2 separate regions of the Sus scrofa genome follow, and region 1 is linked to region 2. A link is a contact called in public HiChIP or PLAC-seq data. All regions are on one chromosome and are shown on one strand. The core of a region is the stretch at or near the end of the contact, and the rest is flanking DNA. Distances in the headings are between cores, read along the strand shown. Region 1 has its middle 120 kb from the start of ECI2. Region 2 overlaps LOC102162837 (a long non-coding RNA gene).

Evidence for each region. HiChIP or PLAC-seq counts read pairs in DNA pulled down with a chosen protein or histone mark.
Region 1: an H3K27ac HiChIP or PLAC-seq map of skeletal muscle shows a contact between it and region 2. The contact joins two enhancer-like sites. A contact is called at or near these places in 3 of 47 Hi-C or Micro-C datasets (fetal heart ventricle, heart right ventricle and liver) and 1 of 2 datasets of contacts at active chromatin or transcription factors (skeletal muscle).

The regions. Positions count from the first base shown.
Region 1 is chr7:2,564,333-2,570,902 of Sscrofa11.1, forward strand. No RefSeq gene overlaps it. Among named protein-coding and RNA genes, the nearest start is that of ECI2, 120 kb to the left of the region's middle. Within about 2 kb of position 4,964, at least 19 of the 83 cell types and tissues checked have an H3K27ac peak or open chromatin away from gene starts, as enhancers often do. A contact at or near this core is called in liver and skeletal muscle, where this site is marked.
Region 2 is chr7:2,472,065-2,478,589 of Sscrofa11.1, forward strand. All of the region lies in intron 1 of LOC102162837 (a long non-coding RNA gene), which reads left to right. Among named protein-coding and RNA genes, the nearest start is that of ECI2, 29 kb to the left of the region's middle. Within about 2 kb of position 4,262, at least 22 of the 83 cell types and tissues checked have an H3K27ac peak or open chromatin away from gene starts, as enhancers often do. A contact at or near this core is called in liver and skeletal muscle, where this site is marked.

The DNA.
Region 1 (6,570 bases), core at 3,714-6,213, 93 kb after region 2:
CTCCCTTTGCCAGGGGCTGGTTCAGGCTAGGTGTCTTAGGCTGCTTATCCGAGACCCGGGGCATCTGAGGGGGCTTCTGGGGAAGTCTGCTCTCTTTACAGAGACTGTGGATCACCGGGCAAGCACTGCCTCCAGCCCGGAATAAAGCCAACACCAGGGGTGGCCGGGCAGAAGGAACCTGGCCCGTTCTTTCCTTGCAGCCCTGAACTACTCACCTCCAGAGACTGACTCTGAGCCCTTGTGATAGGACAGAGTACATTTCCTCATGATTTAAGCCTGTGGGCCACTGGGCTTTCCCGCCACCGCAGACTAAGGAACCCCGATGGCACAGAAACTCCGAGCAGAGTTAGACGCCCCCGCAATTGTCCCGGACGGAAGTGGGGCTGCGGTTCCACAGCCTCTGTTTTGGGGCCGGGGTGCCCGGCTCTCCTGTCTGCACGTTGGCACATAACACGTCCGCTTGGAAGGGCCACACGGCACAGAAAGCAGGGGGCCAGCATTTGCCTGCTCACTGCCTGGAGAACTTCTCTTCGTGAATCCGTTTCAGCTCAAAAAGCAGCCTTCTTTCTGAATTTGCTGCTCCTCCTTTGAAGCCTCTTTGAAAAAAAAACCTGAAATGAACATCATCGGCCATGGGAGGTTGAACGTGAGCCACAGAGCATCCTGGGAACGCACTGGCCACACCCAGCTGCGGCCAGCGGGGCACCCGGCAGGGACCCCGCCTCAGCCCCATCCTGAACATCTCCTCCAGCAAGGCTGGGATGGGACCTGCAGGTCTAAGGAGCTCCCCGGGCAACCCTGACGTAGGGGTCTGGGACTTGCGTTGGGGCACCAGGACCGCAGCCGACTCCTGCTTCAGGCGCAGGCTGCGGTAAAGAAAGGCAGCTGACACCCCGGCTGCCTGCCCGCCCTGCCTCGCTGAATGAATCTAAGCTTCTTCCTGTGTCCAGCAGAACTGACCATAGGTGGCTCCTGCCGTTGTGAGGGTGAAACACGGAGTGCAAACTGTACATCCACACGTGGCCACACCTGTGTGCTCACTGGGTACTGACAGTAGGCTCTTGGGGACCAGGGCCTGTCCCCCTTGCTCAGGCTGTACCAGTGTCTGCTCTCCGGTGGGTCCAGGCCTTCTGTAATAAATAAGCCCAGCCGGCCGGGCTCTCCATCACCTGGCGAGAAGCCGCCCGCACACCTGCGCGGTGCACTCCTGGTCCCCTGGCCAGCCTCTGGCTAAGGCCGGCCTGGGTGTCTGACCACTGCTCCCCGGAAGCAGCTCCTAACAGGGAAATCGAGACAAAGGGACGGTCCTGTTTGGGGACGCACATGCCAGCCCTTCCCTCCTCCATGGGAAAGGGGAGGGGGGGGACCTGGGAAACCCAACTCAGCCGACCCAGGCGACGCAGCCTCCACACCCGCACTGAACGCTTACTATGCCCTGACGCTGGGCAGTGAATCTGGGTCTGCCCCTGGCCCCTGCCACCCCCTCCATGCTTCCACTCGTGGGAGCGCCCCGAGGGCCAGAGTCTGGAGGAGGAGGAGGTGATGGCACCCCCAATGGCCCAGATCTCCCCGTTTCACCTCCCTTCCCGAGACCCCATCTTCTCCAGGCTCCAGGCGGGGCTCACACTCCTCCTGCTTTAGGCCTTGCCCTGTCCTGCTCCTCCCGAGGGGCCTGGCCCTTTGCGATGCTCAGGGTTAGGGTGCAGACCCCATGTCTCGGCCACAGCCCACTGGCATTTCCTAGGCCGTGGGGACATGTCCTGGGGAGGCACTGCCCAAGGGAGCCGAAGACGGAAGCCTTGGCCGTGACCACCCTCTTAGAGCCGCCTGGAGGTCTCCCTACCTGCTTGTCCCTGCATCACATGCTCCATCCTGGTCTCAGAGTGGCTCAGGGCAGCTCCGGGGGTGGCACACACAGCTGGCTGCTCATCGGAGTGGTGGATGGGCAATGGGGGAAGGGAGCCCCCTGGAGCAGCCCTACTTGGCTCCAGTCTTCATGGCGGCAGCGGGGCGGGGGGCGTTGGGAGCCTCCTTTCTGTCCCCAAAGTGATCTCTGCGGGGGAACGGCCGGCCCATGTGCGTCTTCACCTTCTCTGCCCAGCTGACTCTCTGCTCGGCCTTCCCTGCCCAGGGCGCCACGTCCTTTGACCCCTTTGTGCCTTCCTGTCCCTCCCTGATCTCTTGACAGTCGTTGGCTGTGCTCAAGACCAGGCATTACACGTTAATAAGAGTCTGAGTGACGCCCAGAGGCACAGCAGTACTTCCAAGCTACCGTGTGATGTATTTCTTTTAATAGTTTCCAAGATTCAGCTGTTCAGTGGACAGTGGGGCCCAATTTAAACACCCTGCAGCTGTGGGAACACACGTGGAAAGAGGCCGCTCCCGGGCCCCGGGGCACTGAAGAATGTCACCTAGACACAGAGTTTCTGGAACTGCCTACAGGGACAGTCAGGGACTACACAGCCTCTGCTCCTGGAGGAGCCCTGGAGGGCCCTGAAATGTGCCCTCCGGGATGACACTGGGTCCCCTAGGGCCCCCCAGGCTGGCCCTCTGCCTCCTTCCGTGCACCCAGGCAGCCCCATCCTCTGAGCAGGCTGTGAGCCAGGAGGCCCCTGGGCGGGGCTGTGCCATCCCACTGGCGCAGGAGGTTGATCAAAACCGGCGGCCCCCGCGAGGCCCTATTCACAGGCTCCTCTGCTGAAGTGCCTGTGTCCTCTCCGGCTGCACTTCCAGCGCGTGGCCGTGGACTGCTGAGCAAGTACGCACCCCGGGTTGGGATTCAGTTGAGGTCTCCACGACCCTTTTTGCCGTCTGACTACTGGGCCCCTTTCCTCAGCGAGGGGCGGGGGGCACCTTCATCTAGAGACGGGCTGTCACTTGCCGGGCACCATGCAGACTTTTATAAAACAATCACATGTAGACCTCGAGTCACTTCACGAGGCAGGCGTGGTCCCGCCCGTTCCACAGACGAGACGTGCCGGACCCAGGCAGAGGGCGCGACTCAGGGTGAACCTGAGCCCTGATCTTGGCCACCCGCTTCGCGTCCATTCATCTTGCTTTGGTGTTAGCGCCAGGCACAGGGCCTTGCACATAAATAACTCCCAATAAATGCATGGTCTTGGAGTCGAGAGAGAGCCAGCTGGGCATCTGAAGGGGTGGAGATGCTGGCACAGCTTGCGGAAGGGGCGTTAACACTTTAACAGGGGAGGATAAACAGAAAGAAGAGCAGGAGTCCATCTACTTGGCAGAAGGGGCCCTCCTGCCCCTTTCCCTGACCGCCTGGTCAGAGTGGGCATGTGACTGTTTTCCCTTTGCTGTCGCAGGAGCCAAAGGTCCTGCCTGGCCAGGGGAGCCCCTGGGGGCCCTGGCACACCTGGCTCACCCCGGTCCTCAGCTGCCACGTCCTGTGCGATCATCACAGGACAAGAGTCTCTGTGGCATGTTCGTCTTTGGCCCCGTCCCTCCCGCCTCAGCACCACTCCTGGAGTGCAGCTCCTCCCTGGAGTCAGGGGGCCACCAAGGCCACCGCCTAGGTAGCTGCTGTGACCTCAGCAAGGGACGCCTGCCAGCTGTCCCCTCCTGCCACAACTCTGCTTCTCTGAGTCTGGCAGTGGCTGGAAGCCAGGAGCCCTCCCTCCACCTCAGTCCACTTCGGGTGCCACCTCCATCAAGCCAGGAGCCAGGCACAGTCTAGGGGTCCGGCCCAGAGACTCGGCCCCTGCCGAGGGGGGAAACGCCCCGCTAGGCTTCCTGGGGCCCCGGCCCCTACTGGGAAGCGAGCATCTTCCAGCAGGCGGTCCTTAAGCACACGGTCCTCAGAGCTGCTCCACGGGGGGTGGGGAGGGGGGAGCGTCCCCATCACATCACACGTCCCCCCCACCCCAGCGCCCTCCTCAGCCCCGCTGTCTACTCGTTCCGGCCCATTCCACGAACCGCAGTTCTGTTCTCACCCACGAACATTCCGTAAGGCCTCCTCTGTCCAGAACTTCCGCTGAGTCACAGCTGGGATCCGGCTGCACGGTGTCCGTTCTCTTCTCTAAACCCACGTTCCTGAGTTTGGCCATTTGACCTTGACCCGATTGATTTCAGAGACTCCGGCCGGAACCCAGCAGGAAGCCGAGGGCTCTGAGCACGACGGCTCAGCTTCAGGAGAGCTGCTCAGGCCTGCAGGCTCCCTGAATGCCAGGCTCTGTCTCCTCCTGGCACCTCCCACGGTGGGGCTGGGAGCGCGTGCCTGGACCTGAGGCCCCACGGCAGCGGGAAGCAGGACAGGCTACCGTGACTTTGGGCTGGAAGCCGCGTCCCTGGCGTGTGGCCCTGGAGCTTGGCTCCCACCTCTGCCACGCGCTCACGCAGATTCTCTTCTGGGTTTAGAGATCTCCGAGCAAAATGAGAAAACAGGGTTCTCTTCTTCTGCTTCTCTTCATGTAAACTTTCTTCTCCTTGGGTTCTTCTTTTGCGGGGGGCAAAAGAAAATTGGTGGAAAGAGGGCCCAAAGCAGCAGCAGCCCTGGCTAAATTGTGGGCCCCCCGAACACAAATACAGTTAGAAATAAGTGCAGCCCTCTCTGTGCTGCTGTGTGATTTTGAGTAAGTTACTTAACTTTGCTGGACCTTATGCAGCTCACAGGATCCAAGAGTGCTGCTGTCAGGAACAGCTCTTTGCGGCATGTGTGTGTGTGTGTGTGTGTGTGTGTGTGTGTGTGTACACGTGTACGTGTGTTCCTGGATTTATATGGTTCCCAGAGCCCACTTACCCTCGAGCACTCAGCGAGTACCTTCCACGCCGCGGGAGGTACCGTGGTGCTGCATTCAAGGAGCCGAGGTTGCTCTTCTTTTCCGCTGTTCCAGAAAGCTTGGGGAGAGACAGAGCTCTATTGTTAGCCAGGCCTCCCCCTCTTCAGCGGGGCGGACGCTCCGGGCACACGTGCAGCTGAACGGCAGCAAGTCCCTGGCTTTGCCCGTGGACGCGCCAGGGCCCTCTGGCAGAACTCCCAGTTGTGCTTCTCTCTGCTCTCCAGCACGAGGGCAGAAGAGGTGGCTGGATGCCCTTGCTCAGGAATCAGCGGGAATGAGGCACACGAGTGCCTTCCCCAGCCCGCTCCCGCTTTGCAGGGAGAAGCAGCATTCGACCCGTTACGCCGAGGTCGCCGCTTGGCCGTCTGCTTTCCACCTGGATTCACACCCCGCGCGTGGCAGAGCGCCCAGGCGGGGGAAGTAGGAGAAGGAAGCCGAAAGTTGGAACCTGCAGGTCGCAGAGCCCACGCCGAGCAAAGTTTACTCCCGAGCGCCGGCGGGCGGGACAGCAGCCCGGGAAGCACACGTCTCGCCAAGAAGCACCGTGTGTCGCCCAGATATGATTTCACTCCTCACAGAGCATCGTGCTTCAGCTTCGGGTGGGGTAAGGAGGGGAGCACAGGGCAGACCCCCAGAGGGGTCTCGGACCTCACACCCTGTCACTCTCCTGCCCCCCCTTTCACGGGGATCCCCTGCCCTCCTGGTTGAGAAAGTCACCGTTCTCCCCTAAAGACAGCCCCCCCGGGGTACCTTCATGGAGCAGAGCCTAGAAAATGGCATCCTGCCCTTTCTGGCCAACCAGAGTCTCCCCCAGGCCAGAACCCCAGCCCAAGCCACAAGGCTCATCCGTCTTTGTGAGTTTGATCTTTTACATTTAATTAAAAGAGGCCACTTTAGCTTACAGGCAATGTTAAGTCACTAGTAGCCACGGGAGACAGGAGGTCACCGGTGTCCACTGATAACTGATAGCCAGCAATGATCCCCAAACCTCATTTTTTTCTCTTTGTCTTTTTACAGCTGCACCTGTGGTGCATGGAAGTTCCCAGGCTAGGGGTCAAACTGGAGCTGCAGCTGTGGGTCACGGGATCTGAGCCACGTTGGCGACCTATGGCACAGCTTGAGGCAATGCTGGCCCTAACCCGATGAGCGAGGCCAGGGATTGAGCCTGCATCCTCATGGACACTGTGTCGGGTTCTTAACCCACTGAGCCACGGTGGGAACTCCCCCATACTTCATCCGGCTCAGTAATTCCAGCGTCCCCTCCAGGTCAGCGCCATGGGAGCCGCAGGACGTAGCCTGGCTTGCAACCCTTGCCTGGCTTGCAACCCCTTCTCCCTGCCTCCGTTCATCTCCCAGCAGAAGTGCCGAGTCCTGCACAGGCCCCGGTCAGAGCGCCAGCCAGCAGGGAGCCGCTATTTTCCACAGCAGAGAATCATCCAGCCACTCTATACGCATGTGCCCACTTCAAGCACAGCAAACACCCCCGAATCCAAGTCTCACGACCTGCGAATGAGTGCACGGGTGGGGAGTGTTACAAACGGGGCTTTGCTTCATAAACAGACTCACTGTGAGAGTCTTTACGCCACAGGTTATCATCAATTTCTGTAGGTTCTCAGATTCTTTAAAGGAATTAAAGAGCTACCGATCCCTCCCTCAGAAAACTGTATTCACACAGAAATTTGTAAAATTTCACTTACCATGTTGTACATTTCAACAGCTTGTAGATGCGGTGCCATAATTAGGCTTAATGTGAAGAATAAATAGATGTGCTTTT
Region 2 (6,525 bases), core at 3,012-5,511:
AGGATCCAGCGTTGTCGTGGGCTGTGGTGCAGGTCAGCAACTACAGCTCTGATTCCATCCCTAGCCTGGCAACTCCATATGCCTTGGGTATAGCCCTAAAAAAAAAAAAAAAAAGCAAAAATAAGTCTACTGTGATCAGAAATTTTTCCCTTATGTGTGACTTGGTACTTTAACCTGGATACCTCAATCATTTTTTTTCTTTTTCTTTAAAGTCTAATAATTTTACTAGACTGTATCTTGTTGTTAATCAATCTGAGTCAATTTTCCCAGGCGTGTGAGGCATTCTGTCAATATATGGGCACTTTCAAATCTCTCTTTAAAATGATTTTTACTTTTTCCATTATAGTTGGTTTACGGTGTTCTGTGAATTTTCTAGTGTACAGCAAATGACCCAGTCACACATATATACATTCATTCTTTTTCTCACATTATCCTCCATCCTGCTCCATACAAGTTCAAATCTCCTTTTCTTCCAGGAAAGTCTTCCTGAATCACGGTCTTCGGTGGTTTTTGTTTTGTTTTGTTTTTCTTTTTAGGGCTGCACCTGCGGCATATAGAAGTTCCCAGGCTAGGGGTTGAATTGGAGCTGCACCTGCCGGCCTACACCACAGCCACAGCAATGCAGGATTTGAGTCAAGTCTGCACCTACACCCTAGCTCACGGCAATGCTGGATCCTTAACCCACTGAGCGAGGCCAGGGATAGAAACTGCACCCTCATGGATACTAGCCATATTCGTTCTGCCACAACAGGAACTCCTGTTCGGCTCTCTTGCTTTAATTTTCCTTCTGCCGGGACTCCTGTTATTTATTGCATTTTCTTTGCCTGTCTTCTATAGTCACTACTCCTGAATCCAATTTGTTCTTCTGATGTTTTAATTTTAATTTTTTAACATTCTAATATTTTGGGGCAGCACCCACAGCATGCAGGAGTTCCTGGGCTAGGGATCGCACCTGCATCTGAGCAGCATCCCAAGCCATAGCAGTGACAAAGCTGAGTCCTTAACCTGCTGAGCCACGGGGGAACTTCTTCACAGTCTAGTTTTATTAAGGTTTATCTGTTACGTTTATTTGCTCTTGGGTTTTAAGTTAGTTTTCTTTTCTCCATTTCTGCTTCTTGGTTTGTGTTTTATCACTTTCTTTCTGAGATTTCTATTTCAGATGTATATTTCCCTTTTATACATTTTACTATTTTTGATGCCTTTTTGCTCATTTTGATCCATCAGGTTATACTTTTCTTCTCTCTTTGTGGATTCTGTTTGGCGGATGTTATTCTGCATCTTTATCTCTTTGATCTTGATCATTTTTAAGTGTTTTTTGTTGTTGTTTGTTTTTTTGCTTTTTAGGGCTGCACCTGTGGGATATGGAAGTTCCCAGGCTAAGGGTCAAATGGGAGCTGTAGCTGCCAGCCTATGCCATAACCACAGCCATGCCACATCCAAGCCTGGCTTGCCACCTACACCACAGCTCATGGCAGCACCGGATCCCCAACCCACTGAGCGAGGCCAAGGACCAAACCCGCATCCTCATGAATACTAGGTGGATTCGTTCCCCTGCGCCACACTGGGAGCTCCCTAATTGATCATTTTTATGGCAATTGGTTTTCCTGAACTTTTAGAATAAGGTAAGATTCAAGAGAGCTTTCGAGGCCTCACAAACCCCCTCCTTGTTTGGATCCTACATGGTGTTAAATGTGGCGCTTTGCCCCCCTGGTGGCCCATATACTCCCTCTCCCCGTGTGCATCTGCGCTTTCTTTATTCTTTGGGTCCCCTGCTCTTATCCTGCTGAATTTGGATTCTATTTTCAGCAGTGTGTCCTCAGAGTGGAACGTGACCCCCGGAGGGGGCATTTGACTCGTGTCTGGAGAGTCCACAGGCCGTTTGGCCCCTGCACACGGTCCTCAGGACCCCTCGACTCACCTGCCTCTGGGGCACAAACCCCTTCCCACTCCTGCTAACTGGGCCTGGTAGAGCCTTTCAGGTGGCCCCTCCTCTGACCTTGGTGTTCTTGGTTCTTCAAACGCCTGCTGCTTCCCTTGGCACAGCTGCTGACGCCAGGCAGACTTTGTGGCTGCCAGAGATCTTCCTGCACCTGCTCGGATTTTTGGAATCTGGGGGGCATCTGGCCAACCTCGTTGCCGTGTAGACATTGTCCTTGGGCCTTTTGTTTTGCCATCCTGGTTTCTTTTCTTACATTCACGGAGGGGTTGGGGGAGGTTAACAAATAAGCTGCCAGCACTGCTGCCTCTTCCCTTCCCGTTTTCCCAGGCTTTCCCCAGATTTTGGTTCTCGACCACCTAGTCCTTTTACAAATATGTTTTGAATAAACTTATCACATTCTTCTGCTTTTATCCTTAAGCCCTTGACGCCTGGAGTCACGTCTTCAGTCCCAACCTCTCCCTCGAGCTTCAGTCCCTTATTTTCTGCTGCCACCAGGTGTCCTCAATTGGACACCCAGGAGCATCTGAAACATACATCCCACGTACTCTCACACCTGTTTCTCTTTTCTTGGAAAATATACCTCTGGGGGGAGAATTTGTTTTTCTAACAAATTCAGTGTTGTTGGCAAGAGATCCTCTCATTGTCTCAAAATATCTGGAATAGAATTTATAATGTTGGTCTAGAGACACAAATCAGCTCCACTAAAATAGAATTCTTTATAAGGACTTTGGCTGGTTTTGTTTGCTTTTGGCAAAGGAATATTTAAAACTCTTAGAACATAGATTTCTTATGATAAAAACAGTACAGATTATAGAAAATATGGAAAAGTACAGAAGTCTCACAATCCCAGCCCCCAAAGATAATCACTATTTACATTTTTTTTTTTGTGTCTTTTTACGGCCGCAGCCGCAGCATATGGAGGTTCCTGGGCTAGGCGTCCAATCAGAGCTACAGTTGCCGACCTACACCACAGCTCACGGCAACACCGGATCCTTACCCCACTGAGTGAGGCCAGGGATCGAACCCACAACCTCATGGTTCCGCATCGGATTTGTTTCCGCTGCGCCACGATGGAAACTCCCCATCACTATTAACATCTTGGATTTTTACCTTAAAATTTTTTTCTACTTGGGTGTATATTTTACTTAAAGTTCTTGATGGGTGTTTTCCTACGTCATTTGCTAATCTTGGAAAATGTGGTTTAAAAATGATAATATGATATTCCACACGAGATAGAATATATATAGATGTACCATAATTTATTTATATTTCAATTGGCACTTAACCGTCCTACTATTAAAAAATAGCACTGATAATTGTGAAACTTCATGGATCTCTGATTATTTTCCTTTAGGATTAATTTCTAGAAGTGAAATTGTTGAACCAAAGGATATCTATATTTTTAAGCCCTTTGATACACATCACTAAATTTTCTCTAAGAACTGCACACCGACATGCTATCGTACTATTAGTGCATAAAATTCAAAATTTCTTCTTGCTGCTGTTAAAAGGTTTTTGCCAGTTTGATAAGCCACAAGGGCATGTCGCTGTTACTGGAATCTGAATTTGCCGTAGTGCTAGGATGGTTCAATACTGTGGCATGTACTTAATAGCCAAGAGCATTTCATTTGTATGACTTCCCAGCACATGAGTCAGAAGAGCTTTTTCTTGCCAGGGGTCCACAGGTCACAAAGCCTGAAGGTCTTGTGCAACAGCAGCCTCTGACATTGTCCAAATGACTTGCTGAAACGGTATTTTCAGTGAGTATACATTTTATAGAGTAGGATTGTATATGGGTGCTTAGCGTGTTATTTTTAAATGATGAGATGATTTAAAGTATTGTTGAATCATGAACAGTCATCAGATTCTCCTTCATACCTGCTGGTAACAAAAACAGCCATAATTCATTCTGTCCTTGCTAAGTGCTTGGCAAACAGTGCCTCATCCAACACAGTCTTGTGAAGTTGGCACTTGATTTGGGGTTTTCCATGACTGAGTAAGCCTTAGACACCCACAGCATGCTGGCTAAGGTCACACAGCTATTGGGGGGGGGGAAGGGGGTGAAGGCTGACCTGGAGCTCACTTGAAAGCTGACTTCAGAATCCACCACTGTGCTGTGGGGCTTCTCCCTGTGCTGTGGTTTGTAAACTTACGGCACATTAAGATCAGTGGAGGGCTTTTAAAAAAAGGACAGATGCCAAGTCGTATAATCCAGACAAATTGCATCAGAATCTTTGGGGATGGTGCCCCGTCATCCATATGTTATAAAAGCTTCCTGAGTCATTGTAACATGCAGCCAGAGTCCAGAGCCATTGCTAGTAATGAGTAACCAGTGTGGCTAAGGAAACAGCTTTGATGTGTCAAGTTCAAATCCTCAGGGCTCCACGTTATTCCTATGTTCATATATGCTTTTTATGCTATTCCGACCTGTGTTTGGAACAAATCCCTCTCAATTCAGCATTCTTATTACTAATCTCTCCCTCCCCAGACCCCTCTCCCCAACACCTGCCCCTCTGCCCCCCACTCTCTCTTACACACACACACACACACACACACACACACACACACACACACACACGTCTCTCTAGCTCAGAACCTCTGCTCATACAAGCTGTAGTAAGGATGCCAGACCCAAGCCTGGGCGTGTTCTCTGGACACCAAGGTCAGACATAAGGGTAGAACCTCACTCATTCAGGGCCTGCAGTGGATTAAGCCAAGAAAGACGACTTGAAGGCAGACCTTAGGAGACGCTGAATCAAAAGTCTGCCCGAGAGTCTTTGGTCCAAAGAAGCAAGACAGAAAAATAATCTGCAGATGAGGCATCTGGGATGGGGGCCAGATGGATGGAAGAGGGATTTAGAGACCACGGGTGATGCTGGATATGAGAAGGAAGGGGTCATCAATGCCAAGGCCACAGTCTATCAGCTCTGTTTCTTTTCAGTGATATTTCCAAAAAAATGGAGTCAAGGTTAAAACTAGGAGATGGCACGTATCCATGGAGAGTCCAGCTTAAAACAATGGGAAGTTTGGCGACCTCGGGCCATTGTTCCCATATAGCCACAGTGAGCGTCCCCAGTAGCGGGTGCCCACTTTGCAAGGGAGGCGGGCATCTCTGGGCCCCACAGCCCCGCCAGGGTTGGGGCCACCCATTCAGGAGCTGTGACTGCCCATGCTGACATGTGTTGGCATTTGTGGCTTCTGATTTAAGATTCCAAACCAGCCCGGACATGAGGCAGTCACTGAGCGTCAGGTGTTGATCTGCTGATTTTCAGGGTAGCCTTGGCTTCCCTCCAAATGTCCCTACGAGATGGAGGGAGGCTGCTGGGTCAGCGAACAGGCCCGGCTGCAGGCTGCAGCTTCTCTCTCTCCCTCACCGACCAGCGCTGCCCGCGGCGCGCGGGGTTGAGGAGTCCCAGCAGGGGCGGGACCCCCGTGCGCCACGTCCAGGAACCTCCCTGTGACGTCATAACCATCCCTTTCTCCCACGGCAGCATCCAGAGCATGCGCAGATGCCGCGGGCCGCCCGAGCATCCGCTTCGCTTTTTATTAACCATCTTTCCTAGTCGACTTTGATAGGAACGTTCTTAGAAACAGTCAAATGAATTAACTATGCCTCCCAAGGATAACTCCCCACCAGTCCCCCCTCCGCCCCAGTTGGCCGCACCTGTTTTCCTGAAGGTTTATTCCTGTATTTTTCTTTAAAGACATAATAATTGAGTTCTTTATACTTGACCGCTTCAGGGAAAGGTCTGAATATTCTGAACTTGTCCTCCTCTTGCTAAGCCTTGCCTTTCCTGAAGACCTCAGTGGTGGCAAAGGAAAGCAGATGAGATAGTTCCATAAAGAGTCCTTTCTCCTGGGAGAGCAAAGACCCCAGTAATTAAGTAATTCAAAAAACACACCAGTAAGGAGTTCCCGTCGTGGCACAGCGGGAACGAAGCCGACCAGTAATCAGGAGGTTGCCGGTTGGATCCCTGGCCACGCTCAGTGGGTTAAGGATCCAGCATTGCCCTGAGCTGTGGTGTAGGTCACAGACACGGCTAAGATCTGGCGTGGCTGTGGGGAGGCTGGCAGCTAGGGTTCTGATTGGACCCCTAGCCTGGGAGCTTCCGTATGTGGTAGGTGTGGCCCTAAAAAGCCAGAAAAAAAAACCCCCAAAAAACACACCAGTAAGTACATAAATCCTAGAGAAACCTGTTGCAGGATATCAGTTGAAAGGCTAAATTCTTACAACCACGCACTTAAAGTTTCTTTTATCCCTTCTCTTGTGTATTCTGTCTTAAGAAAAAATAGCCCAAACTAGGATAAAGTAAAAGGATGATGGTGTCTTGCCGTCAGTCAAACCCTGTCCAGGGTGGTCCTCCCTTCATGTCACTTATGATTTACTCGCCTTACCTGAAGATTTTGGGAATCAGACGTTGACTTGGAGAGTTACAAGGTGGAAATGGTTTTTGTCCAGGAGGGAGTCATGTGACTTCTCTCCTTTAGAAACGAGAGTGACAAAAGTTTTGGTTTTCCTGCCCTGCAGAGACACAGTCCACTTTCTATCTAGCCTAGCCGTCTTATTACAGCCTTCTGTCTTTCAG